2 separate regions of the Rattus norvegicus genome follow, and region 2 is linked to region 1. The links are chromatin contacts, called in public Hi-C maps. All regions are on one chromosome and are shown on one strand. Each heading gives the region's core, a stretch centred on a gene start, on an enhancer-like site or on the middle of the called end of the contact. The rest is flanking DNA. Distances are from core to core; before and after follow the strand shown. Region 1 overlaps LOC102548061 (a long non-coding RNA gene). Region 2 has its middle 280 kb from the start of Mc2r.

Region 1 (3,282 bases), core at 272-2,771:
AGAGAAAAATCAGACGATTCCCATGTGACCCCCTGAGCCTCGAACCTCCTCTGCAGATTTTGAATGTGGGATGTGCTTCCAGTTATGACCACGAGATGGCAGTAAGAGCATGCTTAAATGCCGTAGTCCGTCTGCGTTTAAGTGCAGAAACTTCCAAGTGTTTTCCTGATTGTGTAGTTAATCCAGGCAGGTAGCTATTTCCTTTGAGGGCTTTGTATGAAATACTCCCCGTGTCTTAACTTTAAGGAACATGTTAGAAACTTTTAGAAAATGTGATCAGCTACAGAGCCGGAGTCACACAAGGAAGATGTCCTCTTTGAGTTGGAGTCTGATCGGGAGTCCCCATGTTAGGTCATCCCAACCTTATCCTTGATTGACACAGACTCGTGAGCTACAAGGTCTCCAAGTCTTCACAGGGGGCTTTGATCAAATGAGACAGAAAAAGGAACAACGACAAGAGGGGTATTGGGAGAAAGAGGAGAATGTTCATCCTGAGTCGTTGAGTTCTACTAGTTGAAGTAATTTTGGGACATGGGGCGAAGCTGGAGAGATAGGGTGACTCTGTCAAGGATCTTTCTAAAAGAAATAGCCCACTCTTTAAGTCAGTTCCTTACTGAGCAGTGTGTGTGTGTGTGTGTATCTGTATGTGTGTGTGTGTGTGGTCTGTGTGTGTGTATTTGTGTGTGTGTGTCTGTGTATGTGTGTGTGGTCTCTGTGTGTGTATTTGTGTGTGTGTCTGTGTATGTGTATGTGTATGTGTGTATGTGTGTGTGTGTCTGTGTGTCTGTGTATGTGTCTGTGTGTGTGTGTGTTTCTGTGTGTGTGTGGGTCTCTGTGTGTGTGTATCTGTGTGTGTGTATGTCTGTGTGTATGTGTGTGTGTGTGTGTGTGTGTGTGTTTGTGTGTGAGTCTTGTCACGGGAACGGCTTAAGTACAAATAGAATAGATGTCTTCTCAGTGGGAAGACACGGTAAAGAGAATCTGTCTCTGGAGTAGAAGTTCAGGCTGTGTGGCCTCTCGGATTCCCAGATCTACACTCTATGGTAGTGAGCAACAATGTGCAATTCTGTTTAATTCTGTACTCCATGATGGGGAAGATTTAATCAGCCGAGAAGACGTCAAGCAAAGAGTAGACAGTGTGTGTTCGAGAAAGTACCAACCAAACAGTCGAGTTTGCCTAATCTAGGGAACCCAGTGGACTCCACCGGAATTGTGCTGCTGTGTAGGACTGCTCGGGAGAGAAGAGGAAGAAGAGACTTCGTGGCTTTGGATATCTCAGCATTTCCAAGGCGACAGGAATATTTGGCCTTCTGCTAATCAAAAACTGACCTCATGACAATCCTAAAAGGGAAGGCAGAGACTAGCTCAGGTGAAAATCATCTGGCTATGCTGCATTTTCTTAGAGGACAGAGCCTCAAGGCTAACTCAGGGAACGAAAGTCAGTCTGGGAATGGATGATCCCAGCTGGTCTGAGGGGGCGGAAGTGGGACTTGTTTGACCTTCTAACGGTCGCCGCGGCATCTGCCAAGACCATAAGCCCCAGAGAATGGCTGGCTCTTGAAGTACATCACATGAACTCCGGAGACTGATAAAAGCAAAATAAAATATTTCCACATAGTCTGTGTGCTGAAGAAGAGAATTACAGCTGTGATATGACTTGGCTTGCTCTTACCCAAGGCCTTGAGCTATTAACAAGCCCAGTTTTCTAGATAAAATAAGTCCATGTGAACCCAGCAAAGGCCTTCATGATATCTTTCTATCTAGAGTTTGGTTAAATCATACGTGGTTTTTTTTTTTTTTTTTTTTTTTGGATGTGTTTGATATTTCTTTCTGCTGCCTAAAGAGAAAGGCTTACATTGAGTGTGGGAGAGTTAAGAGCCCCACTGTTTACCTGGATTCTTGACCGCCGTCTTTTCTTGGCAAAGGGCATCCCCAGTGTCATAGATGCTTGGGGGGCTATTCTGAGGTGTCTCCCCAGGCATCTCACTGTCCCCAGAGCCACTCTGCCTCCTTCCTGGGGTTTGTGTGCCTGAGGCACAGGGAGAAGTTCACTTATCCACCAGTGCACAGTTGTGACCTGTCTTGTCTGGAAGTTAAGTATGTAAAATCTGTTGTCATCAACCACTTCAATGTTTTTGTTTGTTTGTTTTGTTTTGTTTTTTTCTCACGAAGAATTAGATGTATTGAACACTTTCCCCAGTCACCTCATGTTTCTAAAGACCCTTTTTACAAAACAAGCCCTATTTGTATCCCTCTGTTTCCTCTCCAGAGGCATTGTAGACAACATTCTAATGATTACAGAAAGCCAGCTTTCGACCTCAAATAGATAACAATCTAGCCCACAACAGAGAAAGTATTTCAGCTTTCTCCTGGTGATGTGTGTTAGGAGGATGTGAATCCAGACACTGGCTCATGACTTATAATGATCCGGAAGTTCAGGTTGGCTCTAGATCTTAAGAACAATGGATATTTTCAAGGTTCCTTGGCTCTGGCATCCTTGATGCTACTACAGTAGTTAACCACGTTCTACGGTGGAATAGGCATGAAGTGAGGTTACTATAGACTGACTGGAAGCACTTGTGCTGTTGCAATGGACTCCTATCGGGGGAGGGGGCTCCCATCTCATTTGAATGTGTGCTCAAAGGAGCAGCTGCTAAAGTCATTTAACACCCCACTGCCCAGCCCCTATGCTGCTTGCTGCTTCCGAATTTTGGTCAGAGCAAAAGCAGATCCTAGCAAGGACTCACTAAGCTCCCTGACCTGGCCCAGAACCACACCCTTGCTCCTCTTCAGTTCATTTGGCTTGCGGTCACACAGGCCCAGCTGCCGCTTCTCAGTGAGCTCCCGGACACTCCCAGCTCCAGCCTTCCTGCTGACTGTGGTTGCTCTCCAGACTTTCTTCTCCCAGATGTCACATAGGCCTCTGACATCAAATTCATCCTCGTCAGGTGTCACCTCACTTCCACCTTCTTGGCCAACCCGTGTAAAATTACCCTGCTCCAACCCACCACAGTGCACCGACCTCACACCCCACTTTCCTGCTTCGTTTTCCTTCCACAATCACCTAAGAACACACAGAACTCCACCAGGATAAAAAACATTGCCTCCTTTGTTCACTGCTGTTTTGTGCCTAGAAGAGTGTTTGGTGCATAGCTAGTACTCTGTAAATATTTAAGGAAAGAGTAAACAAAGAGACGCAGCTCCCACACCATTCCTCTCAACATCCTGCTGTACAGGGAGCGAAATGATGTCATCAACCCTAGGCCCAGTATTTCAGTGGAA
Region 2 (3,303 bases), core at 69-2,568, 220 kb after region 1:
TGAGTGTGTGTGTGTGTGTGTGTGTGTGTGTGTGTGTTATACATGCATTTGTATCTGCACACAGTTATTCCTGTGTGGTGGTGAGAGAGTGACATTGTGTGTCTCCCAGGATCACTCTTCGCCTTTACTTTCTGGGACAAGGTCTCTCACTGAACCTGGAACCCATGGTTTTTGCTAGTCTAGGTAGGCTGCAAGCTCCAGAAAGCCTCCTCTCTCTGCTTCCTTACTACTGGTTATAGATGTGCTCTGTCTGATTGGACATTTCACATAGCTGGAGGGATATAAACTCAGGTCCTTTTATTTCCACAGTAAGGATTTTACCCATGAGCCACCTCCCTAGCTCTCATATCCCAGTTTTTGGGTTTTTTTCCCCCATAAAACATAATAATTTAAAAGTAGAGGCATTTACGTCACTCAACACTCTTCTAACTGCCCAGTTCCTACAGTGTAATCTGTTTTGGAGCTTAGCATGGAAAGACTTTCATCATTAGTTATTGACTAAGTGTTTCAGCTTTCTCTCTTGCTGTGCTGAAATGTGTCTCCCAACTTCCTCTATATAGCTCATTCTTCCACAGTCCCCAGGGTTCCCCCACAACTTCAGATATTAGCAATGATTTTAACCTCTGTTGGACCTTCCTTTTCTACCTCCCTTTATACTGGGTTCTTTTCCAATTTGGCTCATCACTGCTCCTTTAGAAATTATTTCTAATTTCGCTAATATACATTATCATTTCTCATCGTACATTATTAATTACGTAGGTGGTACAGGAATCTTGAATGCCAGGATTTTGATCTCTATATCTTCTCCTTTGCTTCCTTTTCATGAGAACATGTATGGTACTTAATGGGTTTTTCTTTGCTTTGGTTATTTTGTGAGATTCTCTGATTTCTCTATTTGGTTTTCTTTCAAAAGCAAATGTATGGAGTAGATTGTGCTGGATATCCAGAAGAAAAAGAAGAGAGAGGACAGTCAGTCCAGGGAATGATAGAGTTCCATGGAGTAGAGAAAGACCAGAGCCCACCACATCGCTCCGGGGGAGAAGAATGTAGAAAGTACGAGGTCTAGGGATACAGCTCTATGTTTGGTCACAGCGTTCTGACTGCCTGAAGATTCTCAAGTCCCAGACACAGATTAGAGATAACATTGGCAAGGAACAAGTACATTTAGTGTCCCTGTGGCGACCATGAAGTCAGTGGCTCAGAACTGAAAGAATTCTTTATCTGTGTAAAGCCCAGTGCGCTTTTCTGCTCTGGAGAGAGAAGGGAGAGACAAAGACTATAATTAAACTTCCTACATCTGTTGGAATGGCTTGGTGCTGAGTGAGCTTTAGCTTTAGTTAAAATAACAAAAAGAATTTCATATGCACTCTGTCTGTAGACTGAGGCTTATTCTAGGGTGATGGTTTGAATAGGAATGGCGCCCATAGTCTCATGTGTTTGAATGCTTGGCTCTGGCATTTCTGGGAGTTGTGGCCTTATCGAAGCAAGTATGGTCTTGTTGGAGGAAGTGTGTCAATGTGGAGATGCCTTTGAGGTCTCATATATGTTCAAGCTAGGCCCAGTAGGGCAGTCTCCTTCTGTTGCCTGTGGATTAATATGTAGGACTCTTAGCTCCTTCTCCAGAACCATGTGTGCCAGCATGCCACCATGTTTCCTACCATGGTGCTAATGGACTGAACCTCTGACACTGAAATCCAGCTCCAATTAAATGTGGTCTTTTATAAGAGCCATGGCCATGGTTTCTCTTCACAGCAATGGAAGCTTTAACTAAGCTGCCCAGTATACATGGGCCCTATGCACAAGAGATATGAAGAAAATGGCATTGAAGCTTATCATAGCTAGTGCTGTCAGTACCAGTGAGAGAGGGTATCTTTAAAAAGCCAGAGCAAAGGGGAAACCATGTCCTATGCACAGGAGAATAAAGATAAGAGTGACAGTGGATTTCTTGTCAGAAGCAAGATAAATGAGAGGGCAAATAATCCATAATTTAAAAATGCTGAAAGAGGGAGACTATCACAGCCTATGATTTTCATCCAGTAAAAATATTTTTTCAAAACACAGGGCAAATAGCAACACTTTAAGAAACACAATGGTGGAAGGCAAAGCACTTGTCAGCAACATCTAACCATACATGAAATAGGAAAGGGTTTTTAAAGACAGTACTGACATCATCTGGTAACAAGGTTATTCACCAATGGCTCCAAGCTGAGGGTGATTGTGTCCACGTCCTTGAACATTTGGCAATGTCTAGAGGTATTTTGTGTGAGCACGTGTGCAATGCTCTAGCATCTATGTATGACGTAAAGCATCCTACTGGGCACGGGACTTCCCTCAACAGAAAGAAGTGTCATTAACAAGGAGATTGAAAAGTCAAGGTCTCAGCAAGGAGTATAAATATCTTGGTACTTCTTAAATCTCTTTAAAATATTAGAGACTAAAGCTATGGTATAACATAGAGACAGGGATAAAGACACGGTAATGTATAACTGTGTGACTCCTTGTATTGCATGGGGATGGTGCATTTACTACCTGAAGGTAGATGGAGGTAAGTTATCTGTGCTATCAACCCTTGTGTAAAACTAAAATCATAAAAAAGAAGACCTAGTAAGTAAGCTAACCAAAATGAGTCCTTGGAAGAATCAATTCAAAAGAAGGCAGAGAAAGAAGGGGAGGACATGAACCGGAAGGAAAAATAGGTAAAAAACCAAAAACAAAACAAGATGGTAGGTCAGGTCAAGAGTATTGACAATTATATAGAATTTAATAGGTTCTACAACTCAGTTAAAAGCTAAATATTATCTGACTAAGGATTTTTAAAAGAGACCCACTTATACCCATCTATAAGAGATTTACTTTAAGTAAAAACACACATATTTTCAAAGTTAATGGACACAGATATAAAAATGCTATAGTCAAAACGAAGTTGGGTTAGCTATAGCATGTCAGGGAATATTAGGAGGTAGGAAGATTATTTTGTAAGGATGCCACAGCCGGTTCATTGAGAGAACATAACAGTCTTAAACATTTCCCCCACCAAAGACAGAATTTCAAAATGCATGGAACAAAAACTAGAAGCATTTTGAGTAGATGAACTCCATGGTTGCCAGAGATTCTGACACTAGTATCTTAATGACAGAGTAGGTAACCCACACATCAGTGAGATATAAGGGCTTCGGCAATGGGACAGGGCAGTGTGGTCTGAATGACAGAGCATACCTCTGAACACCAAGATGCAAACTATTTTTCAGTACACACAGAAGACTGATCGTATTTGAGGGACATAAAAGAAGTGTCAAAGCATCT

What was found. Hi-C and Micro-C count contacts between places; a contact is called where the count stands out from the background.
Region 2: a contact with region 1 is called in a Hi-C map of frontal cortex, with 2.0 times the contacts expected there. The contact joins two enhancer-like sites. A contact is called at or near these places in 2 of 12 Hi-C or Micro-C datasets (Schwann cells and frontal cortex).

Annotation. Positions count from the first base shown.
Region 1 is chr18:64,349,125-64,352,406 of GRCr8, forward strand. All of the region lies in intron 1 of LOC102548061 (a long non-coding RNA gene), which reads left to right. Among named protein-coding and RNA genes, the nearest start is that of Mc2r, 60 kb to the left of the region's middle. Within about 2 kb of position 1,522, at least 10 of the 93 cell types and tissues checked have an H3K27ac peak or open chromatin away from gene starts, as enhancers often do.
Region 2 is chr18:64,565,128-64,568,430 of GRCr8, forward strand. No RefSeq gene overlaps it. Among named protein-coding and RNA genes, the nearest start is that of Mc2r, 280 kb to the left of the region's middle. Within about 2 kb of position 1,319, at least 6 of the 93 cell types and tissues checked have an H3K27ac peak or open chromatin away from gene starts, as enhancers often do.